Linked DNA regions of Rattus norvegicus: region 2 is linked to region 1. Evidence: chromatin contacts called from public Hi-C data. All regions are on one chromosome and are shown on one strand. The core of a region is the stretch at or near the end of the contact, and the rest is flanking DNA. Distances in the headings are between cores, read along the strand shown.

Region 1 (6,370 bases), core at 1,869-4,368:
AAGGATTATTAAATCTATATGAAATATTTCAAAGGTTCACATTTTGGTTAATAGCCAAGAGTAACTAAAAAAACAAACACCAACTTACAAGCAAACAAACAAAACAGCCTTGGAATTCCCTCAGTACCGGCTCAGAACCTTTCCTTAGCAGGTCTATGTCAAGTTACTCAGAATATTCACGTGTTTTAACAGAACTTTCTTATTTCATTTACTGATTCACTTACTTAGGTAAATTTGTGCGTGTGCAAGACCTGTGTGTGTGAAACAGGGTATGTCTGTGGGGGCCAGAGGACAGCTTTGTGAAATTTATTACCTCTTTCTATCTTATGTAGGTTCCAGAGATTGAACTCAGTCGCCAGGCTCTGTAGAAAATACCTTTACCTGGTGAGCTATCTCGGTAGTCCTTTATTTTTGAAGCCATACTTGTGTGTGAGTGCACATGTATAGGTATATTTAGATGGAGGTCAGAAGGCAACCATACATGTTCCTCCTCCTCAACCATACACTGTCCATCTTTCCCAGACAAGGGTCTCCCATGGGTCTGGAGCTTACCAAGAAGGTTAGACTAACTAATGATCCCCAGGGAATCTGGCTGTCTCTGACTTCCTGAGAGCATACCACACTGCCCAGCTTTTTACATGAACTAGGGATGAAATTCAGGACTTCAAGATTTTACTGAGACATCTGCATATTGTTTGTTTGTATGTACGTATGTATGTATGTATGCATGTTCTATGTTCATTCAAATGGTTCTGCTAGAGTATATCTACTATACATCACAACTATAACACTGACCACACAAACTCCACTATTCCAACGTTGAGTACATAGTTTAACTATTCTTACAATTGTTTATTTTTCTTTTCCTATTAATATGAACCCAAATCTGGGTGAGGAAACAGACACACACACAGAGCTGTACAGAGAATGCCTCCTGGCTTCAGGATGAAGAGTTCTGTTTAGCTCTGTCAATACAGTTCAATGTTTTGCCCATCCTACTGCCTCTTATTTCCTTATCATTTGAAACCCATGTGGCTGGAGACATCGACCTCTGGGGTAATCACCTGACAGCTTTATAACTATGGTCCCACAACGGTGGGAAAAGGAGTTTTGGCCTTTGACTTCAATTCCTCACTGAACACAAACGCCCAAGAGATAAACCTTTGTGCAGTACCTACCAGAAGTCCACTTTGTGTTTCAGTATAAAAGAATACACCAGGACCAATACTGCTTTACAGCCTCTGAAGGCAAAGGATCAAACACCAATGGCATGCGTTTTCTGAAGACTCAGCTTATTTATTTAGTCTGATCAGACGTCACATAAACTCAATTCTGATTACAGTGCACAACTGTAACATTCACAACTGGACATTCCTAATCACCCTAGATTAAAGATGCCTCTCACTTTCCTTTCTCCTGGGCCATTATACCAAACCTAGAGAAGAACTATACTCACCCCCCGGCTAGAAAAAAACAGAACATAATAGCTTATTGATCTCTGGTGTAGACCCAAACCCACAAGTCATCAGCCAAGCAGGGATAGAACTAATGGTGAAAAGTCATGTACTGGGTTTTCAGGTCCCACACAACCACATCGTTGACAGTTACTACATCAAATGTGGATGAATCCATCGTCCTCAGAAAAAATAACACACCACGTGAGTAAGGGAGCAACACATCCTGAATTATACTGAAAAGATTACCATTTCTTAGCTGCCAGGAAATGCCAATTTAAGTCCATTATATTTTTCATATAATGTGAAGTCTCAAGCTTTGAAAGTTACCATCATAGTCAATTCCACAGATAACTGCTTTCAAAAAAGATGCTACCATATACTGGGGAATATATGTTATTTATATGTTGACAGAAACCACTGCCATTGTACTACTGAATCACTATTTGTGGCAAATGACGTGGACTTTGTATAAGAAAAAAATTACCGCCCCCCAAAAAAACAAAAACAAAAACAACAACAAAAAAACAAACAAAAAGACCAAATAGCTTCTGTTTGTTTTTCTGGAGAACTCAAACCAGTACTCCAAAATGGATATATTAATTGTGTTCTCTGCAATACCCATTCAAAGAGTCAACTCATGAGAACTAAGGATGGTGAAGTCAACGCTCAAGCTCAGGTCTCAAGTGGTGAGCTGTCCTTTTAATTCCCCTTAGCTCTACTTCATACAAAGCACGGTCGTGACACACAATCAGCCTGCAATCCTTAAAGAAGTATCCTTAACCAGATCACAGACCGGAATGAGGTAACAGTCACAACAGTATCAGAGGGCAGAGATAAAATGACAAGTGAACTGGAAGTCAGGGCAGACTTGTATGCCCCAATAGAGAAAGACGGAGGTGGGGCTGGAAACTATTTTCTGGCCTTCTCTTGAGTGCAGTTACTGGGGAACAAGATCCTACACGCCCCAGACCCACAGAGCCCCAGGCGCAGAGGTGGAGGGGTGGGAAGGAAACAATTGGGGTGCTTTTGGAGGGAGTGGGGACCAAGAGAGATGGGTGCAACAGCAATTACACAGAGAAGAGAACTTCGTGCCTCAGAAAGGTTCTGGGGCAGGACCGTCCCGGAGGCGACCTCCCCTTCGCAGTCTCACGGTCACATCTTTGTGCGCGAGAGCTGTACACCCGGCAGCGAGCGCTAGAGGAGCGAGCCGCCCGGGCCCTTGCGCCGGGCTAGGGAGTCCACCCGCATGCCGCCGCTCCGCAAGGATCCCTAGCTCGGACCGGCCCGCCTCCATCGCCCCGAAGGGTCGGCGACGGCCAGCGGTCCTCCGCATCCCCGCGGGCAGACAACCCTCCCCGAACACCCCGCGTGGGTCTTTGTCCCGCCGGCAACCAGGGTCTCCCCGGGTCGCCCAAGCACAGCCCGTCCTGGAGGCCTGGGGGCCCCGGGGTCGCCCCAGCTTTGTTCGGTCAGCGGGGCGCGGGGAGGCGGACACTTACCGTACACCCCAGCGAGGAAAAGCAAGAGCCACGCCGACCCCCGCCGCGGAGACTCCTTTGTGCTCCAGCGACGGGCCATACCCACGGCAGATGGAGGGAGCGAGGAGATGGAGGAGGAGGAGGAGGAGGAGCTGGGGCCAGACGCCGCCGCCGCCGAGCCCCTGGCTGCTCCCTGCGCGCTCCGCGGCGGCGGAGGGGGAGGGGCGGGGCCGCCCGCGCGCGCTCCCTCCCGCCGGTCCTGCGTCGGCCGCGCGAGCCCCTAGCGGGCCGGCCTTCCCGGGGGCAGGGACGCGCAACGCGCGCTCCTGCGGGAAGCGACAGGGCCGGCGACTGCGGGGCTCGGGCCTCGCGCCGCACAACCAGCCGGCGCCGCCACCCGCCAGACTGAGCGCGAGCCGGCACCGGCGCTCATCCGTGCACTCGGCAATCCCCTGGCCCGCCTGCTTTGGTTCCCGCCCCGTGCTCCCCTGGACTCGGCGGAGCTCGCGCCGATTTCGCCGCTCCTGGTGCCCGAGTAGCGAGGCAGTGCCAATCGATGTGCGAGCACACGAACCCAGCCGGCCGCTGGGTTCCCGGGGCACCGGGGCTGGGGGATGAAGAGGGTGTTCTCTGACCGAGCTCCGCCATAGTTCCCGGCCTTGGTGTTGGGGCCCACCCCGAAGATCCTCGAGCTGATGGGCTATGAGTGGAGGAAGGAGGGGTGGGAGGGAGGCTGTGAACTTGGAAGTTCCGAGCTGTGACCCCCAACCCTGCTGGCTCCACTTGAAATTGGCTCTGCAGGGTCGTAGGTCCACGTGGATAACCGAGTGTAGAAACCTTAGCCAAAGGCTCTGGCGGACACATCCCGCCGGGCTACAGGGTCCTGCGCTTCTAACCTGGCAGGGAAGCCGAGAGGGCCCTTTTGACACTCGTGGGATGGGGTGGAGTGGACCTACGGTCTGGACGTGGAAAGAGGGATATCCCCGATACCCCCAAGCCTCCTTCAAGCTCCTTACAAGTATGACACTTCTTTCCCCTAAGTACCCATAGCGCTTCTATCTGTGGGGACACACTGGCGCACCAGACCTTCACGTTGTTTAAAGTGTTGTCTGCACCGTTTTGCCTGCTGTCCTTGCCGGTTACCGACACTGTCCATGACTCGTTGAAGATCAGTAATACCTTGTGCCCATACCCTGTGACACAGGCTATCTTTGGTCCCCGACAACCTTGTGAAATGAATATTATCCACGTTCTAGATAAGTTAATGAGACTTGAAGAAGTTAAATTATCCCAAACGTGTTCTACAGACTTTGTTTCCCCCATCCCAAAGTCAAGCACTTTCACAGTAACCGGAAACTCAAGCAAAAATGCTTAGTACCAGTTATGTTGAATTTTAATATATGCCTGGGGGTGGGGGTGGGGCATTAGATTTTTCTTGTATCTCTTGCTTATTTGACCCTTTAACGACCCCCTGAAATTGTACTACAGACGAGGAAAGTTAATAATTAAGAAATCTTTTACAAAAGGGCAGTAAACAAAAATCCTGGACTCCGGAAATTTTGTCCCATTCTCTTTGTTGAGAACACAGCAGTTTTGTTGTTCCTGATTCTACAATCAGCAGATAACAGTCCTTGTTTTACGATACTACACACTGATCACTTGTTTTTGTTTTTGCTTTCCGAGCTCTGTTAATTGTATTTGGGCCAGGCTACAAACACAATGAAAAGGTAGACTCCATGGACTGCATGCATCTCCTACCCCATGTCTTTTAGTGCCATTCAAGGAACTCTGTCTCAAGGGGAGACACATGGCGCCTGACACACAGGACCCCGACTACTCTTTCGCCTTCACTCCTCCACAAACACTTGCCCATCTACTGAGCTGCCTCTTCGACTTGTCAAATAATCAAGCTCTCGTTATCTAAGCCCCTTTAGTGTTCTTAAATTTTAATGAGGACTCTGGAGAACTACTTAAGAAATTAAAATCGAAGTTTTAACTATTTTTAATTCTTTTCAAATAAGACACAAGAGCCCATGTTACTATCTTGAAAACAAATAGAAAAGTGGTGTAGTTTCTATTTTTACAGATCGCCTTTGCATCTGGCTGAAAACATCTGGATTCCCATATCTGTTTCTGAAGCCAATCTGTTACAATATGTTGTTTTGGTTGAAGTATATTAAGAAATTCAAACTCACAAAGATCTGCAAATTACCAAAAAAGATATTCCCTTGAAATAGTCTCAAGGACACCCCCACCAAATACAGGCTATGCATCTCCAATCCGTAAACTCTGAAGTGCTCCAAAGCAGTGAGCACTGGAACTCACATGCTAAAAAGCAAGCCTATAACTGCAACTGTCCCCCACACACAGGATTTTGAAGTTCCAAGCATTTCAGATGAAACCGTGCACAACTTCTGAAACTTTAAAAACTGTCACTCTTCGCTATCTTAGATGATTCAGAGAGGGGCCCCGTAAGTAGTTCTAAGGATACAACTTACAAGAGAATATTTTTCCTTAAAATAATTCTAGTAGACCCTCAGGTGTTGTTAAGCAACGTGTAATAGAGTAACATGTTCTCAGGCACTGGACAGGAAAACCACTCTTATGTTGCCCAGCCTACCTTCCTGGCTCTCTTGGCTATACATCAACTGGGTCGTATGAAGAAGCATTTTGAAATCTGTGAAAACTCTGGCTGTAAAGAAGTGTGTGTTGGTAACCATTTCATTGAGTGGAGCACTTATTATGCATGGACAGTTTGGATTTGTAGCCTATAAAGCACAAACCATGCTTTTAAGAAACAAATTTCTTCTGGCTCCTTATATCCATAAAAGAGCTTTAAGAGATCTTTTATGCCTTCTGAGATGGTTTGAAGTTTCTGTGTTCATGTACTTTTCATAGGGAGATTATTTCCACAGACTCTGAAAGAACTCTGTCAACCATTAAAGTTTAAGAAAATTTCACTAAAGGCACTCCGAGTTGCTTCTTAATGCTTTTCCAAGTGAGTCTCATACTCCTCAAGAACAGACAATGAGGAGTGCAGAGGTCTGTGGACTTCTTTTCCGTTGGCGTATTTTGGAAAGGGCTACACTCTTCCACGTTATGCAATATGCCCTAAAATAATCAAATTCCTTTTAAATTCTAAAGATCTCTTTCTCCTTTGTTTACTACCACCTACGGTTTAATTTCTACTCATGTCATGGATAAAAATTCATCTCGAGGATTGTAAACCGTGCTCTATTGGTAGCACTTGAGGGTCTCCCAACACTGAGGATTTAAATGTAGCACTCTGAGCATCGTCTTCTATTAGAAATTCGATGTGTGGGTTTTCTTCTTCGCACACTTCCAAACAAAAGACAAACCATCTCCCCAGCACTGAAGTATTATTTTTCAAAAGAAAAGTAAGTGAATAATACATATAACTACCAGGAAAATATT
Region 2 (6,370 bases), core at 2,564-5,063, 150 kb after region 1:
GTAGGAGGAGCTCCTAGACTCGACACAACAATGCTTGCAATGCTTCTCATGCCCTTAAGGGATGAAGTCAGGAGGTAAAAGCATATCTTCACCTGGGCACATAGAGATTTTATACAAGATAAAGCCTGGAAGATGTGGGATTCTGTATACAATTTCTTAGGCTTACAATAACATTTAAAATGATAATAACATTTGAAATGTAAATTGAAGTTCAATTTTTCTTTCTTCTTTTTCACATTAGCAGACCAATTTTCTTTGTTTTTCTTTAAATCTAATAGCATTTAAAAGAAAAAAACATCACCATTTTTCATAGACTGGTTCATCTTACAATTGCCTACTAGGTCCTGAGTTACGTGTAAAGGCTAGAAGGACAAATCATGACAAAGTTCTTTCATTCAGCGTGTTTATTAGTCTGCTGAGGCTGCCAAACAAAATTCCACAGTGGAATTTGATTTCTTCACTGAATTAGAAATACACGTTCAAGTTTCTGGAAGAATCCATTTCTTGTTTGTGCATCTTCCTGGCTTAGCAATGTGCAGAGATAGAATGGTGCCTGGTACTTTTCCACTTCTTATGTGGATACCAGGCCCATGGGATTAGGGTCCCCCACACTTAGACATTCAACTTAACCTTTACAGATCCTGTAGATCCTGTCTCTAAATGCCTGTCTCTAAATCCAGGCTTCAGCACACAAATTTGAGGAGACACAATCAGATCCACAACATGATGCTAACATGTTAGTGAATATTTGGGGACTATGGTCTAGCTTGCAAAAAACTTCAGATATTGAATTTCCTCTTTATTGAATTTCTCCTTGGCCTCAATCTTGGCAACAACTTGGTAATGGAGCTGACATTTCGAACAAACCGTCTTTTGAATCTTAGGCTTAGATTGTTACATTCCTCGCCCATGGTCATGTTCACTAGCAAATAAACAGCAGCCGCCTTTCCCCATTTGGCTTGCAGTGCTGTTTCCCATGTACTGCACCACACCACAGTGTGTGCTAACAAGAGGGAAGTGCAGTGTGGGTGAAGTATGTAAGTATGAATGCTTGAATGACCGAGCATGGCCATCTCCTCTGGTCCAAGGCAAACATTCATCTTGGAATGAACCTGACAGATAACCCCAATAAAATAAACCCACTGACTCACCTTAGGGGACATTTCTGCCACTTGCCAATTATCTCCTAAATTTGTTCTTCACTTTTTATTTTAGTATCTGAGGACCTTGGAAACGTTTGGGGGTGCTTTTGCAGCTCTGTCCCTGAGCTTGAAACCTGGTGACTGCGACTGTCTGTCAGCCAGGCCCGTGGCAGCTCTGTGAGTGAGGAGATGGCCCTAGTACAGAGATTTCACACTGGATACAATGTAGGCAACACATGGCAGGCAGGGAAAGGCATAGGAGAGAAATCAAAGCTGGTCCTTGAAGCAGTTTACAAAGACGCTGCCGCCTAGAGGTTTACAGATGTCACATGAGAGAAATCAGATGCAGGAGAGACAACCCTGAACTATCCCTGGAAACAGAACAGGAGATAAGGGTGAAGTAGGAAGGCAGGGTCGTTCTTAATGGATGCTGGGAGACATTTTGCTAGAATAACAAAAGCACGAAATAGTCATTGAATATGTTGGTGACTACAAACTTAATCTCCAGGGAGCTTCTTCAGCTCAGCAAACGCAAGGGATCATTTGGGCCATATGCAAACATTTTTCCAAAGGGGAAATGTCATATTAAAAATAAGCTGGTTTCATTTATAAAAATCAGCAACAATTGGAAACTCAGTACTAGAGTGTATTAAATATACTAAAATGTCTCTGTCCACTCATGGCTAGAGGGAGGGCTTCCCCAGAAATCTAGATGAAATGCTTATCCTCCCCCACAGAACTTCTTGCCTTAAGAAATGGTATAGCTTCAAGCAAGTGACAATGATCTTGCTAGGACAGATGGCAAAGACCTTGCCATTGCTCTAATGTAAATTAAAGCAGACATAGTTTTCATCAATAATCGAGAGGTAAAAGGTCTTGTAAGGAACTCACTAGTTATATACTGAGGTACCCCAGAATTTTGCTGCAAATAATCAAAATCTAGGCTTCAGGAGCAATGCAATAGACTGGTTGAGAATCATTTCCAGAATGTTCTATCTGCAGAAATATGTGATTGCATGCCCATTTTAAAGTGAGAAAATACATTCTTGAAAAATGCATAAGTAAACTGTAGAAGCCAGAAATGTTGTGTTGCATAAACATTCTAAGTATTTTGCACTCATGAAAATATCAGGGTGATTTGATTTTTACAGTGGAATTCAGGCTGGGGAATGTGGTTAGGTAGTAGAGGGTGTGTGTGTGTGTGTGTGTGTGTGTGTGTGTGTGTGTGTGTGTGTGTATGTGCATGTATGTGCGTTTATGTGTGTGTATGTGTGTGTATGTGTGTATGTGTGTATGTGTGTGTGCATGTGTGTATATGTGCGTGTATGTGTGTGTATGTGTCTGTGTGCATGTGTGTGTGTGTGTGTGTGTGTGTGTGTGTGTACTCTGGTGGGGCTGTGGTGGGGGATACAATTATTTTGCATTAAAAATCAAAAACAAAAAAGTATATCCATGGCATAAACCAGAGAACAGATACACATTTCCGCTGTTTCTATGCTACAACCCAACATTACTAATGCATATTTTAATATCAGGGCATCTTACATCTTATTTTACACTGGCTGATTAATAGCTGAAAAGATCAGTAGAAAAGTCTTTGGTTCCCGCTGAGCTCAGGGAGTTTGACTGAAACTGCAGGAGAGGGGCTGGTCCTGACTTCAGCCCAGGCCTCAGCTGGGTCCTCAGTCAGTCCTCTGTGTGAGCCCATCCTGCTGGGCTTTTCAGTTATCTGGAGTGTGCCTTGAGTAGTGTGGCCTTCCATCTACCTCTAGGGTACTGGGGAGCTTTGTGGTAGAACAAAGGATGTGCTACGAATGTCTCCTTCCCCCGAGAATGAGCAGTGCGTTATATTCTCAAAGTCCCATTTTCAGACTGTTCCCTGCAAAGGGACATCTGAGAGGCTCCTTTTATCCTCAGTGTAAGAGAAAAATACTAGCCCGAGGAAGTGGGTTGTGAAGAGCTGTCAGAGCCTGCCTACCTTTGGCTTTGATAATGACTCTAGAACCTCTCCTCAGCCCTACTGAGATCTGACTCAATGTGGGCAGAAGCCAGAAATACCAGGGTGTCTCAGGAAAAGTAACAGAACAGCGCGGGAGAGGCAGAAAGGAGGAGGAAAGCCTGTGTTTCGGGAGTGGGGTAGGTGGGGGCAGCAAGAGGCATATCTACTTTAGACAAAAGGGCCATAAAAAATGTCTTTCTCAGAAAGTGTAGATGGTCACCGAAGAAGGGCTCACCGGCCTTTGCTTGTCTCTAAACGTGGGCGGGATGGGTATCTTGAGGATAGGAAAAGCTGAGGACACCAAGTGATGTGCAAACTTCCCTCCTCCTCTGCCTGTGGGCTTATTAGCAGCCAGGCAAATCGGTGTGCAAAGAATAGCTTTGCTGGATAACAGCTGGGGAAATGGCAAATTATGCAATTTTGCAGGCACACACAGACTCGCAGTTGCACTGAAATCAAATTAGATGAGGCACGAGGCTAAGCAGTGCCAGCTTCAGGGCTGAGGGCACCGGCTTGCCCGGCTGCTCAGATCGGCTCTGTTCTGATCTGAGGAGGCTTCTATTCCGTCTGTCTACCAGCCCACAGGTCTGTGCCACACTGTCTCAAGCACCCAAGCCCACGGTGGTGTTTACTCGCCTGTGTGGTGTGAAGAGGACGCTTTAACTCTCCACCTTTCCCCTCCGGCATGCAGTATTGATTTTCCACCGTGATACAGAAAGGCCTTTCTTCTAAGTACCTTTGGAGGCAGACTTGGCTGTAGAGCCAGCTTTGTGAGCGAGGGCCTGTATTCGGGGAACACAGAAGGGCTTTCTCAATAGCAAGTTGTGTTTGTGCAATACACTAGTCATAACAAGTTCCTGTTTGACTCTAAGTTGTTCGTGAAAAATCCAACCAACAGATTGAAGCTGTTTATTGCGTCACTCGATTAGTCTAAACAAGCCCCGTAATTAGAGTGGCTAATTAATACCTATGTCTATTATGCATCTGAGCTGACACTCTGAAGGTGTCGCCAGTTCAGAAATGTAGAAATAATTACTCTCTAAAACTGGGCAAGGAGGCGTCTTTCCATGGGATTTCACGTTGAATATGCAAATGTTCTCTCTTTTGAAATGTGACTTGTGAAAAACAAGGAGTGTTTAAAAATTCTCCAGCCTGGAACTGATTTCATATAGAGTGTACGGAGACATGGCTCCTGCCTTGCAGCCATAAAAGGTTACCAGCAGCAAAGTGAAGGAGAAGGAAACCAGCAGAGCCGTCCCTCACTCTGAAGCAGCTTGGGTTATAATATGCTGGATTTGTAGTCTAACTAAAGCTTGGAATTGGTGTTTCATTACCTTGAATTTAAGTACCCAGGTTCCCTATCATTTAAAAAAAAAAGTAAGCATAAATTCTGTTACCTGGTTTTCAAACAGTCTTTTTACATCACGTACAGCCAATACCTCCAAGTTCAATGTGAGGTGACAATATACTTTTATATCCGTAAATACCATAATAGACAGCACTGAGATACAAAAGAAATTTCAGAGGGCCAGTGTGTATACAGATATGACACTCGAATCAACGGGAAACTGATTTATAGTCATCGATTCACTTGGGATCAATTGTCTGAGAAGTCACCAAAGGACTGTATCTATAGTGAATGGTACTCCAGGCGTTTTAAACTGAGAAAGTCTGTCCTCAGTCAGTTACTGATAGCATCTAGTTCCCGAGGGTAGGGCCTCTGATGTATTTTGGATGATACATGTTACTGTATTTTGTAAAGAAAAATGGAAGAAAAAACAAGGTTAGGTCCCATTTTGGTGATGGCAAATTTTTGATAGTGACTAGAAGAGTGTCCGGAGGGAAGGGAGGGATGGGAGGGATGGGGAGCATGGAGGGTCTGATCTCTACAGCATGCAGGGCAGGCTAACACGTCTGTGAGCGAAGACAGCTGTGTATATATGGAGTCTGCAACAGGACAATCACTTTAAGGAGGTTAGTGTGGCAACCAGAGATGACATCATTATTAGAAGTCAGAAGCACGGTTGATAATAACCTGTCTATCTCTTGGTTTACTAGAGAGTATGGCTGTGGAAGCTCAAACTAATTCTGGGTGCAATGAGTCCTGGTAAATATGGGGAGAGGTTCAGGAGACTCTACTCCCTTCTGACTCCAAGGATCTTCTGCTGTTGCTGCTAAATGTTGTTGCTTCAGCAAGATCAGGGCAGATCCAGCCTCTCAGGCTTACCTACATAGCTGTTTGGTGTGAAGGAGAAGGGAGCCTTTAGCAGACAGCCTTTCCCACCCACTGGTGCTCCTGGATACCTTTTAGAGGAGGATGGGGTTTAAGTCTGTCAGGGTGTCTTTGTATTGGAGAGACACACTATTGAGAGAGATGAGAAAGGGTTCCAAATTGGTTAATGTGGAAATGAGTTGAAGCATGACTTACTCTTCTGCCCCAAGAAACAGAGACAATAGAGAGGTGACAGTGCTGGTGGCAGTGGCGGTGGAGGTGACAGGATGGATAATCGAATAGGGAAAGAAGAATTTCAATTTAAAATGGGATATACTTTTATTACCATATTAAAGGGCAAAGCCATATGTGGCTCAGACAGGAGATGGGGTGCGGTTAAGAAAGTGGAGTGTAGGTTCACCTGACATGGTCAAACCTGGGTCATTTCAGACAGAAGGAAAGGTCATAGCCATTGCAGAGAGAAGCCTGTACAGAAGGTACAAAGTCAGGGAGAGCATGGGCCAGGTGGGGCAGCAGCAAGATTGGAGAACAGACGGGCATTTCCTAAACAGAAGTGCAAGCGAGGGGAGCCACTGGACTTCCCAACACAGTGCTGATGCTGACCGTCCACACCTTTGAGAGGAATGGTGAAAAGGAAAGGTAAGCTGCTTAGTTAGTAGGCGAGCAGGAGTCATTGTGAACCTATCTGGAGTGACAGGCTCTCCCTGCCATTCATCCCCCCGTTAATGATTCTGTTATCATGAAAAAGAAAATTCAAGGAAGATACACAAAAAGAAGAGTCCATGAGAGGCTGGAGGGATGGCTCAAATTCTTCTCCCTGAGGTCCTGAGTTCAATTCCCATGGTGGTTCACAACCATCTGTAATGAGATCTGATGCCCTCTTCCGGTGTGTCTGAAGACAGCTACAGTGTACTCATATATATAAAATAAATAAAATCTTTCTTAAAACAGAAGTGTCTGTGAGGAGTTTTCACAAGGCTCCTGTGCTCTTTGGAA

Evidence for each region. Hi-C and Micro-C count contacts between places; a contact is called where the count stands out from the background.
Region 2: a Hi-C map of frontal cortex shows a contact between it and region 1, with 2.5 times the contacts expected there. The contact joins the enhancer-like site here to the promoter of Lrp12 in region 1. A contact is called at or near these places in 3 of 12 Hi-C or Micro-C datasets (frontal cortex, hepatocytes and liver).

Annotation. Positions count from the first base shown.
Region 1 is chr7:72,893,938-72,900,307 of GRCr8, forward strand. It overlaps Lrp12 (LDL receptor related protein 12), which reads right to left and starts at 3,119. Exons shown (of 7, transcript NM_001134883.1): 1 at 2,957-3,119. The coding sequence starts at 3,035.
Region 2 is chr7:73,040,963-73,047,332 of GRCr8, forward strand. No RefSeq gene overlaps it. Among named protein-coding and RNA genes, the nearest start is that of Lrp12, 150 kb to the left of the region's middle. Within about 2 kb of position 3,814, at least 27 of the 93 cell types and tissues checked have an H3K27ac peak or open chromatin away from gene starts, as enhancers often do.